Linked DNA regions of Mus musculus: region 2 is linked to region 1. The links are chromatin contacts, called in public Hi-C maps. All regions are on one chromosome and are shown on one strand. Each heading gives the region's core, a stretch centred on a gene start, on an enhancer-like site or on the middle of the called end of the contact. The rest is flanking DNA. Distances are from core to core; before and after follow the strand shown.

The links. Hi-C and Micro-C count contacts between places; a contact is called where the count stands out from the background.
Region 2: a Hi-C map of liver shows a contact between it and region 1, with 2.7 times the contacts expected there. The contact joins two enhancer-like sites. A contact is called at or near these places in 1 of 484 Hi-C or Micro-C datasets (liver), 1 of 115 datasets of contacts at active chromatin or transcription factors (kidney) and 2 of 9 other capture datasets (embryonic stem cells and embryonic tail).

What each region holds. Positions count from the first base shown.
Region 1 is chr8:88,858,836-88,864,962 of GRCm38.p6, forward strand. No RefSeq gene overlaps it. Among named protein-coding and RNA genes, the nearest start is that of Gm42034, 22 kb to the left of the region's middle. Within about 2 kb of position 4,451, at least 5 of the 459 cell types and tissues checked have an H3K27ac peak or open chromatin away from gene starts, as enhancers often do. A contact at or near this core is called in liver, where this site is marked.
Region 2 is chr8:89,315,388-89,321,514 of GRCm38.p6, forward strand. No RefSeq gene overlaps it. Among named protein-coding and RNA genes, the nearest start is that of Gm35542, 99 kb to the left of the region's middle. Within about 2 kb of position 2,249, at least 34 of the 459 cell types and tissues checked have an H3K27ac peak or open chromatin away from gene starts, as enhancers often do. A contact at or near this core is called in liver, where this site is marked.

The DNA of each region.
Region 1 (6,127 bases), core at 3,201-5,700:
AGCTTACAGAAGACACACAGGCTTGTGTGGCGCAGGCTATGTAGCTCACCATAGAGTTCCTCTGCCTCTTGTCCAACCTGCTACCACAGGACCTCTTGCCCCTTGAAACCTCCCCTTGGAACCTCTGTCTCCATGGGTACTTTAGAGAGCTCTTTTTTTAAATTATTTATTTATTATATGTAAGTACACTGTAGCTGTCCTCAGACACACCAGAAGAGGGCATCAGATCTCATTACGGATGGTTGTGAGCCACCATGTGATTGCTGGGATTTGAACTCAGGACCTTCAGAAGAGCAGTTGGTACTCTTAACCACTGAGCCATCTCGCCAGCCCTAGAGATCATCTTTTGTCATCACGAACCAGTCTCCTGTGGGGATGATACTGCTCTGAGCACCTCTGCCAATGCTCTGGTCCTCCTAGTGCAAGGCTTCATGGAGGTCTGCAGGAACAATGCTGAGAGGGCTTCCCTCCCCAGGATATTCCTGCCGGAGGAGTCCCAAAGCAACACTGTCTGTATCCTCAGCCCCTCGGTGTAGTTTAGGGGACTCTCTTTTGTAGTGCCACCTTCAACTCTCTTGTTCACAGGACTTTGAAGTTGGCTACATGGCAGCCCCAGGAGACATTAAGATTCACCCTGACCCCACCACATAACATTCATTGTCATTTCTTTACATTCTGTGACCAGACTTTTCTTCCTTGTTCAAGACCCTCATTATTGAACTTCTTCCTCAGGATCAGGTCTTGGGAGACCCTCTCAAATTTAAACCCCCAAAGACTCCTGAATGCCTGACATATTCCAGGTTCATCTGAAATCTAATATTGCTTCCAGCTAGATCCCCAATATATTCAAATCTATTTTGTGATCCTGGACTATAAAGCACAGGAGTCTACAATGTCCTTGTTGTGTGACCCAGAAAAGTACTTCTCCAGAACTTAGTTTCTTTATCTTTATTTAGAGTAGAAACAGAAGTTTCCTCCACTGTTGGGTGCAGTGACAATTTTGGAGTTTTGGTCTCTCTGAAACACACAGAAATAAGAATGTGTTTTCATTTTGATCCCAGCTGTGGGGTATGGGGCTGCTTCAGGTTCTTCGTAGCAGCTGACTGTGATTTGCCTCGTGCTCTGACAAGGGCATGACTTTGCCAGCTGCAGATAGTTTCTGTGAGTGTGTGACTTTTGGAACTCTGGAGACTTTCCAGGGGGTATGTAAATATTAGGCTCCCAAGAGGTGTGAGTGGGTTGGTGGCAGTTGTTGGTCATTCGGGAGGATTGGTTGTGATGTGTTAGTAATTGTACTCAGAGAAGAAATAACAAGAAGGACTTAGATATCCTGACAGCAAAGATGAAACTTGCCCCAAGGAACTTGATGTCCCTAGTCAGCAGGAAGTAGTCTAATTATACTGTCACCCCCTTTCCAGCCCCTCTCTTTATTCAGGGATCTCTTTCCTTTCTTCTCTATCCTTTTTCCCTCTTATCTAAGGCTAGGGAGTCTAAAGGGTGGAAGGAAAAGGGTGGAGAAGATTGGAAGAAAAAAGAACCCACAAAGCAAAAGCCAAGCTACAGTTGGGTCCTGCCAAGTCCCAGGTATAGTCTCTTGAATGTTGCATTTTGCACAGCATTGGACACTCATCCAAGATGGCAGACACACTTATCTGTTGATTCAGTGTGTGTCTGGACTGCCCCTGTTCTGATAATAGGAACGGAAAATGGCATACCTTCATGTGAAGTGTGGTTACATGACCTAGGTTCCACCAGTAATACACATTCCATTGACTAAACCATAAAAGATTTATTCTACCCATAAGTCAGCAGACATTGGGTCACATTTTAATGTCACCTTCTTCTCTGAATCATCCATGTCAGCTAGGGAGGTGGATTCGTTGATTAGCTGGACCTGAGACAGGTGATGAGTTGATTGGCTGGGCCTGAGGCATGTGGCTGTGTTCTCTGGAAATGCATAGTTTCTGCCATACCCAAACCTTGTGGATTGAGAATAGGAAGGGAGAGAGTGTGGCTCAGCAAAGAGAAATGTGGGTGCTTTTCTAGAACATAAACGGAGCAGACAATCAACATCTATCAGACACAGACATTAATGGTGTGGATTGTGAAAGATTCCGGGGACTTGGAGGACTGAACTGATAATAGAACTTTAATTAACAGCTGGAAGATGTCTCCTTCCTTAGGACTCTCCACACACAGAACAGCCTCTAGCTTACTGGGGACAAGATGGCTCCATCTTCTTCTTCACCATCATTTCAGTCACTCAGATTATCAGGAAGCTGGCATCTCTGGCTCTGACTCTTTTTCATATATGATCTTCAACAGTCTTTCCCTTCTCTGGGCCTTGATTTCCCATTCTGTAAAATGGATAGCTGGTATGACCAGCTTACTGCCTAGAGTCCTCCCAGCTCATACATTCTTACAAATGTCTTCTCTGCCCAGACAGGAAAATTGAATGAACACTGTGGTTAGTGCTGGGAATTCTTGCTAATCCTTGCTTGATTTTTGAAGCATAATTCAATTCAGCAATTCAATTCAACAAACATTTATTGAATACTTATCAGAGTGAGGCTAAACTCAGCATTTGGAGAATTTGCTTTTATGTTTATAAAAAGTCTATTTCTTGCTGATGTCCTGGATGAGCTAGCTGTGTAGGTGGGAAGGGAGGCAGGGCAAATGGAGCCCATTTCACAGATGAAGATTCTTACTGCCCCCCGTGCAATGTCAAGTCCCCCACCCACCCAAGCAGTGGTTCTTTGATTAGCACCTGTTCTTCCCATTTAGTGCTTTTTTTCCCCATCGAGGAAGGTAGGGATGTTTGGTACCAGAAGTAGCACTTGGCACAAAACATGTCCTCAACAAATGTTTGTTAAATGAATATATGTGCCAAAGGAGGAAGAGAGGGAGAGACAAGGGAAGAATGAAGAGGCCGTTGAAAGATCCATTTCTAGTGCTCCGTAGGACCTTGGCTCCGATCTTTTCTTTCCTGGCATCAATTTCCTCTTCTTGTAGTGGAGTAGGGGTAGTTCTTGAAGGGGTAGTTGACTTCTAAGTAGGCTTTACACCACTATGGTGCCAGACAATATGGCTGCCATTGTGGCAACCTTGATACTCTCATTTGGAAATGCTCAGGATAAGAGTCAGTTGTCTGCACCGTGGAAGGTTCTCAAGGGATTTGGCTTCAGCGATGCATTGAGATTTCTATGCAGATAAATCTCTGACATCATAGAGTTTCCAAATGATGCCCAAACAGAGTTCACTGGAGTACTTCCCCTGCCCAAGCTCCCAACCGAAAAGCCAGCCTCAGCACCAGGGAGATGGGGCCAACCCGATTTGCCCCCTGAAGCTCCCTCTGTTCCATTCTGCTCCAGCAAACACCAGGTAATTTGCGTCAGCCTTGATTATCATCTCCAGCCTTGTCCTCATCTTGCTTTTGGGAGACAAGCCTCTGAATTGCACCTTTGGATTATAGCACTCCCATGCTGTGCAAATGACACAGGAGGCGTACCCATACCAGTCGGGCCCTGCCACCTTTGCAGGGAGCCACAAGCTAATCAGTGCATGCTGGAGCCTAGCTATTTCCTCAGCTGGATAGAGACAATGGGCTCCCTGACTGGCGGGAAGCACAGCCTCACAAAGGGCAATAGCTGCCAAACTCCAAGTCTTCTTACTCAAGACAAACTAGCAGTCCTGGGGGCAGATGCCCCATCTGCAAGCAGCAGCTGCCCTTTAGAGGCATAGAACCTCAGGCCCTGCTTCTGGGAAGGTCTGGGAAGGTGTGTGTCTCTGGGGGAGAGGGGATCAGAAAGCACCCCATGCTGGGCATCATCCATACTTTGCCCATGTATAAAATGGGGTCCTCCATATTACCCGTCTCTAGTTTCTATCATATGACCCAGTTGAGAGCAAATGCAGTTGAGCAGTCTACACATACCTTAGTCTTCTTCCCAGAAGAAGGGCATGCCTGCGCTGGCCATAGCCCAGTAGGACTGATAGATGGCTCCTAGCATTCTTACCAGTGAAGTTTGAAACTCCAAGGACAAAAGCTAGGTCCTGAAACCATTTGTTGGTTTCCCCCTGATTCTATCAGGCCATACTCAAAAAAACCTTACTAAGATCTTGCTTAGTTACTAAGGTCTTGCCGAAAGAGGTGGAGGTGGGACTGCCAGCTGCACGTCTTTCCTTCAAGGGGCCGTGGCTCAAAGGCACGCTGCATACAGCATCCGCAAAGCGAGCACCCAGGCATTCAAGGACAATTGACTTTGGATTGAGTGGGAAGCAAGCTTTCTCAGAATTCAGATGAGAAAAACATAAAGTAGTTAATATTAAATAAAGAGATTGGGCAACTCTTCTTCCCCTTTTCTGTTTTATGCTTCCTGCTATGGCCTTGGTCAGGGCCTGTTTTGCTTGTGATTAATGAGTGACTCACCTTGGGCCGTTTTCTGCTTATTTCATACACATTATGAATTTGAAGAGGTCACATTAGACTTGGCGCCTGAAGGGTGTACTCAGGAGTCTGGAAAGGACACTCCAATGGCATAGGAGACATCCCGGGTGGTGGGTGTTAGGAAAGCATCCAGCCACATAGCACGGTTCCCACACTAGACCTGCAGGTCCAAAAGCCCCCAGAGCACCTTGATTAACTGAGCATCCTCTAGTGACTCAGAGACTGAGAGGTGTGAACGGTCACCCCAGTGAGTGTGCACAACTGGTCACAATCCAGTTGGAGCTCCTTGTCTTTCCACTTGTGGCCTCAGCTTACCTGGTTAATGGCCTTTCTCTGAGGTCTTCTTGTACTCCATACTGAGAACAAGAGGACAAATGGTGACGGGCTGGGCTCTCTACAGAGCTGGGATTATTTTTTCTGGTGTCTTATTCTATCACCTCCAGGGATCTGGATTCTCATCAGGGAGAGAACTAAAGAACCTGAGAGGCTGAGTCTTGTAAAAGGAATTATATATTCTATCTAGCCCGTATTAAAAACAAACAAACAAAACAACAACCACAAAAATACCCCACAGTCCTGGTATTTTACTAACAAGCTGTAAGCCTAGATTGGGCAGGTTGTGAGCTATTCTAACTTACATCCCAGCCACTTGCCCCTTGTTCCTTGCTGTTTCCTCTGGCCATGGTCCATCTCCTGTCATGGTGGCTTTCTCCCCTCTTCTTTCTCTCCTGAGACCCACTGGGTCCTTGAGTCTTACCTTTCTCTCTCTACTGCTCATGGTTGATGGCAGAATTAGCAGAAGCAGTCTTTTTCAGGGTAGATCACAGGCTAGTAGCAAGCTGGACGTACCCTAGAAGTCACCCACATTGGGTACCGTTTTGGGGGTAGCATTTCTGTATCCTCCAGAGACTGCCATCTTGTGGTACTAGGGAGAGTCTTGGAGGAGAAACACGCCCTACAGTGCACTGTGGATAATGCCCTCTCCACTAGAACAGAGATTTAGGTTCCTGGAAGACGGTCTTCTGATGGACTCTTTCTGGCACTCATGACCCTTTGTCTGTGACCTCTGGCCCATCAAACTACAGAGACAATTAGCAGAATGTGGGGATCTCGCTTGCCTCCTGCCAAGCTGCTCTGAAGTAGACATAGCCAGCAGGAATGACAAAATCCAAGTTAAGGTGTGCAGTCATCTCTCCTCTACAAATGGCCCTTCTGGCTGTCATCCTCAGGGCAGAGGTGTAGCAAGGGTGTGCGAGGGGCCTTAGAGAAGCCCAGAAGTAGCGCCAGAGCAATGCCTGTCACTCCACTTTAGATATAGGAGTGTCTGATTTCATAGCCACTTCAGGTAAATATGCTCTTTATGCTACGGAGGTCTGGGGAAACAGGAAGACTCCATCTTCTCGGTGTTGGTGGCATGAAGCTCGGTGTAAGCAGAGCCTGGAGAGAAGTGAGAGTGTCCCATAGTCAGGTAAGCCATCTGACTGACCTCGAGCAACAGGGTCTGTTCCCTCCCCTGCAGACTGGTGTCTAGCCTCCTGCACAGGTGGGTTCCCATCTCTCTCTGCTGTCCACGTGGATACTAGCTTCCTCCATTCTTGCCTCACAGCTGCCCTGTGTGTGGTGCTGTTACCACGTGACTTCTGCCTTTCCATTGGTTGCTTGTTTCCTCTCAGGGCACCC
Region 2 (6,127 bases), core at 999-3,498, 450 kb after region 1:
ATTAAAAAAAAAATTAAGGTTAAGAGAGAGTTGCCATTTGCATTCAAACTGTATCCTTTATTAGAAATCTGTTCTTATCATTTCTACAGAAATAAATTACTTTTCTACAATCAAATCCAGGTACCACCCATCTTCTTGGTTGTCTCCAGGAAATAATATATATATAAAGTAAATAATATAACCAACCAATAGGGAAAAATTCAAGCTAGAGTATAGTAGAGAAAACCAATAATTTCCACGACTGCCCTAATCAGGCAATCATGGCTGCAAACAAGTCAGTTTCCCCATCTGTAAATGGATAGTCCTTAACACTCCAGGATCTTGGAAGAAATTATGAGATGGTACAGACAGGAAAGGTAGTGCTTACCACATAAAAAGAGCCCAATAAATGGTCAATATTTCCAGGTGAAAGTTTGTGTCAGCTGCCTGTGTGTCAGCAAACTCGGGGAAATGGAAGTCACCGATCCCTCTCCTTATGCAGCCTTGAGTGAGAGCCATTCCATTCTTCTCCAGGCTTAGGAGCTATTTCCTCAAGACCCTTCTCAGGCAGAAGTAGAACCATATCTGAGGTTCACATCTGAGGGAGCTGAAGTTCAGGAAGAGCTCCACCCTCTAGAAAGTAGAAAGTGGTCAGGGCCTAGGTTAGTACACCCACTGCTCACGTGCATGACCCAGAAGCTGGGAGAGTCCCTAGATCTTGGATTACATATATCATTTGTCAGAAAGATGTTTTATTTTGCTTTCTCTCCGAAAGAGAACTTGGATGTTCACTAGGATATGGTGTCCTCTGGTAGCGTGCTTGTCCTCAGTGGTTCCCTGCCTGGACACTGCTCTCCTCCCTCATAAGGACAGCTTAGAAGCATCCTTTCTCTCATTTCTGTACCTGCTTTGGAAAATGGTGGCATCCTGTCTCCAGCTCACATCTAGAGGCTTCAGAGCACAGTTTTCTGTCCTCTGTGAAGATTTCCCCACATTCTGAGGATGAGGCCTGGAGAGAGGATATTTTATCTCTTGAACTAAGCAGGGAGGGGATGTTTGGTGCTGGACCATTCATGGGGGAGGGATCCAGCTCAAAAGGTCACTGCTGGCCATAGAGACTGGTGACACTGCATGCCAGGCACTTCCTTGTCCATGCTACTGCAGGAGGAGCAATGCTTTCCTCCTCCTATTTATTGTAGCTCTGTCAGTCTGTACTCCTGACTTCTAAAATTCCGTTAACTAGTAATCCTTCAGGGCCAGCTAGGGCGCCTCCACCACCCCAGGAATATCTAATTAGCAAATCATGATCCCACCTCCCCATGAAAGCAGTCAGATCCATTATCCATGGTGTCCCCAATTAGGGTGTTTATTCATGAAAGACCGAGCTAAGCTGACCCTTTGCAAGGCCTTCCCCCCAGAACCCTGGCCAGATTAAGCACTGGTTCCCTATGCCATCCCAGCCCTCCAGCCCTCCAGCCCCCAGGCTTCCCCCCATAGTCGGCCCAAATCACGAGGAGTTCAGCCAGCAGCAGGATGGAAGAGTCAAATTCTTCAGGTTTGGTCATGCCTGACTTGAGTTCCCTGTTTTGTGTTCCTGGGGGGGGGGGTCTGGAAAAAATAACTGAGTTGCCCCCAAGCGTGGCTGTGATTTAGTTAGTATTTATCAATCTCACTTTGGCAGTAAATCTGGCATTTATCAGACGCCGAGATCGCCCCAGGTGCTGGGATCTCACCCCTTCCCTTCCTGCGTTCGCTCCTTACTTGCAATCAGTTATGTTTTAACCTCGTAAAAATTTGCAACAAAAATTCATCTACTTTTGCAGTTAAATGGATCTTTCGCCACTGGGGGCTCAGCATCCTCTTCTATTCCATTTCACAAACAAGACCGGTGACCATATTAGGGTTGGTTGCTTTTTATAAACATCCTCGTTTTTTGTATAGCCAAGCATGTAACTTCAGTTTGAAAAATTCTCACATGACCGGAGGTAGATGAAGGTCTCATTAGTAAAAAACAAACAAACAAAAAACCAAAACCCAAAACAAAACAACAAAAAACCCAGAAAAATATTCTAATGCACTTAAAAGAACAGCAATTACCCTCTGTTAACTCATGACAGAATATCCCAACTCCTAGAGCATGTTGGGACAGGGCATTTTAGGTCTGCTGTGGTTTGAATTTCCTTTGACTACAAGCTTCAGAAGTGCACCCTCACCCCCATTGGCAGAGAGCTGATGGCCCTCCCCTTTCCTGCTTATACAACTTGCGTGGGGGAATCAGTGAGCGTCTCTCCCCACCAAAACTTGTGTCAGGCTGCTGCACAAACAGTCTGTCTGTTTATATTTCTAGAGCCAAACACGGTGTTCTCTCTAATTCTGATTAGCATCTACTTGGCCACTTTCTCGAAGCATCCTCTGTGGAAATGCTTCGGATAGGCATCTCCACGAGCTATTACAGGCAAGCAGTGTGCGTCGGAGCTCCAGGGAGCCAGCCGGTGGTGAGAATGGCGATTTAAAGCGCAACTGTTACTAAAATTCACGCGGCACAGTTAAAAATCCCTTGCAAAACAAAGATAGCCATACATAATCATTTTCCAGGGCTCTCCCTGCTTGTTCACGGTTAAGTACCCATGCTCTGATTCCACTGAGGAAACACCATGGGATGGCCTCTGAGAATCTACTCCCAACCCCACATCACAGCAGCCCCATAGCAGCCTCTTAAGTGAATATAGGCGGCATGAAAATCAGATGCCTACAAGCCGGTTCCTCTGTCCCCTCCTCCAGGCTAGCTAAGCATTAACCAGAAGTTGAATCCGCAGGCTTAGAAAAAGCGCCAAGTGTGAAGTTCACTCTGTGACCCCTCCCTTGCCTGGTTTGGATGGTCAGTTCCTGGTTGGTACATGTGACCTCATATACACCTGACCTGAAGTCCACTCAGAATGAAGTCTTTTATGGTTGTGTAATTCTTTTGCTTTTTTTTTTTTTTTTTGACATTTTCAAACAGACATTTTGAGGCTATTTCGATATTTTTTTTTTTTTTTGAGGAATAGGTACCAGAATTGTTGGGTGCTCTGATGACATCCAGGGATATGTGAAGGTGGTCACTCACTTCCTACAAATCAGCCGCTCACACAGCTATGAGATTTTAGTTCCTTCAGCTTCATTTGCTTTCTTAAACATCTTTCTTAATGAGTGAAAAGATGCCAGCTGTTATTTATGTTTTAAACTATACAAATAATCTAAGACGACATGTTCACGGTGAGTGATTTAAGCCACACATTGATTATAAAGACGATGCCTCCATTATTAACGGCTTGCTACAGCTCCTTCGTGATTTTTGATATACATTTTAAAATAATGTTATTTATAATAATACATTATTAGGCTGTATATATTCAAATTTTGTGTAAATGGGAATCAGAATATGACTAGGCTTTTCCAATTCTTTATAATATACAATTACTTACAATAATTTGAAGCGGGATTCCAAAAGCCTTAGTTTAACCATTTCCCCACTGATAGGCATTTTGATTGCCTTTAAAAATATTAAAATATTTGTCGTAAACATGAGTCATTTAATATCCTTCTTTACCCTCCCCTGTGAACATGCATTTGCACACATGTAAGGCGAATTTCACAAAGAATTTTTTGAGTCACAGATTATAAACCATTTTATATTACTTTTGTTTGAATATGATGTCCACTAAGTTGATTAAATTGTGCCAACGTCTTTAAATGTTGATCCATGAGTGAGTCTATAACATGAATCACTATTACTTACAAGACACAGGATACTGAGATGACTCTCCTTTGGATAAATAAAAGTGATTTAATTTTAACAATTGGATTGATTATCTTGTCTGATGCTATGACAAAACACCCCAATGAAAGAAATGTAGAGAGGTAGGGTTTGTTGCTGCTTGTAGTTCAGCGTGTGGCCCATCATGGTTGGGAGTCAGGGTAGCATAAACTTAAGGCAGTTAGTTGGTAATTCTGCATCCACAGTCAAGAAGCAGTGGTAAATGTCTGTGTGCAGTCTGTCTTCTTCTTTTATATAGTCTAGAATCCCAACCCACGGGGTTGTACCACCTATGATGGACAGGTCTTCCCATCTCATCTAACTTAATCATGATAATCCCCAATACATATGCTAGAAGGCCATCACACAGATGATTCTAGATCTCATCAAACAGGCAAGTGGGATCACCTTCACGTCTGGAGAAGAGACAAGGCAAAGTGCTGTCTTCTGGAACCAGCACCTTGCATGTTCATCTCCTCCTCGAGGTCTCACCCTTGAGATAGTTCCAAGTCTTTCCAACTAACCCATCCATGCTCTAAGGCTTTCTCCAATATCCCCAAAGCTCCTTTGATGTGATGGAGACTCAAAGGAAACAGGTTACACAGGAGGTGATGCAGCAATGCCCTTTCTCCCCCGCCCCTTGAGTTGGGATCATTTTGAGAGCTATGTTTTCCCATTCCTTAGCATAAACCAGCATGTATTAGTAACCCTCCTCCTCTAGCTCATTTCTCTAGTTTTCTGCAGAGACTCTCTGTACTTCACAGATTAATATATGTACTTGAATCAGTCTCTCGGTTGCCTTTGTAGGAACCTAAGCAATGGTGGCTTTTCTCCTGAGCGAAGGACCATTGTGTTGATCTTGACCCAGAAACAAGATGTTGCTGAGCACAAATGATACTTTCCTCTGTTCTTTGTAAGACACGGGGATCATCTTGATGTGCTAAACAGGGGTACATCTGGCTGCCTTTGCACTATGATCTGACCAGTAAACCATGCTAATAGAATAATAGTGTGCTTCATTTTAATAGGCATTCAGGTAAAAAATCCAGATAACTTCACACTGTACTTCTGATTACACACACACACACACACACACACACACACACACACACACACACACACACACACACCACACACACACACACACACACACACACACACACACACACACACACACACACACACATGCAGAGAAGGCCCCCATGGCTTTATACACCACACTTGTATTTGGAGTCTGGAAAACTTGTGTGAACTGGATAAGTCGGTACATTTGAATCAGGTACACAAAAGAATGTCAAGCTTTGGGATAGCATAGGTGGGAAAGCTCAGAACAGCGTAGCACAGCCTGCCTCATAAGGCAATGTTCGCCTTTTGGAGGCTGAGACTGGCACAGAGGCACATCGCATCATCCCTGGGCTGAGGTCAGAATGCCCCAGAGTTGCTCTCTGGATGCTCCGCCGAGGGCTTGTGAATAATTTTAGAATCTTGACAAAAGCTTGTGTCTTCCTTGAGTTGATAAAACATTTGGTAGAATCTGACCCCTTTGTACAGCCTGGGGTTTGAACCATCCAGCAGCGGGTCTGACAATTTCTCTGTCATCCTCTTTGGACTCTTTCCCTTATCTACTATCTCTTGCTTCATACAGTTCTTAGATGTGACAAATAGTCCATGATTAACCACTAGAATAACAATGAACCTGTAGAACCCCTCCCCACCCATGCACAGTACAAGAGCTAAGAAAGGAGAATGAAGTGATTATTACATCCAGATGGGGAAACTGAGGCACAGCGTGGGTTAGCAACTGGCCTGAGCCATGTAACTAGGAAGTGGCAGAGCTGTGATTTTCATCCCAGGTGTTTTTCAACTCATGAAGTGCACAGGCTTGGAGATTAGACTCTTCCCATTCTAATGACTTAGATTATTTGGGTGATCCATACACGTCATTTAATAGGTCTGAACTTGTGGATGATAATATTTATGGGGAAAAAAGACTTGCAGGGGTAGAGAGGGGTCACCCATAGCAGGCAGTAGAAAAGGAGCCTGGAATTTGCAGTAGCTATTGTTATTATTGTCTCCTAGTATACATGCACGCGCGTGCGCATACATATACACACACACAGGCTCACAGTCACATACTTTACGCCAAGCTCACTGAACTGCTCCTCATAAACATACACTTAGCTTTCCAGCTCCCTGCACTATTCTTACGTTCTCTCGGTGGTGAACTAGCCACCTTTTAGGCTCAGTATAGACAGTCCCTTGTAGTGAACTTGCTAAGTTCCTCAGAGTTCCATCTTCATCAGCAATTCTGTCTAACAGGGGGATGGCTTGTTATCTACTTATTGACATAAG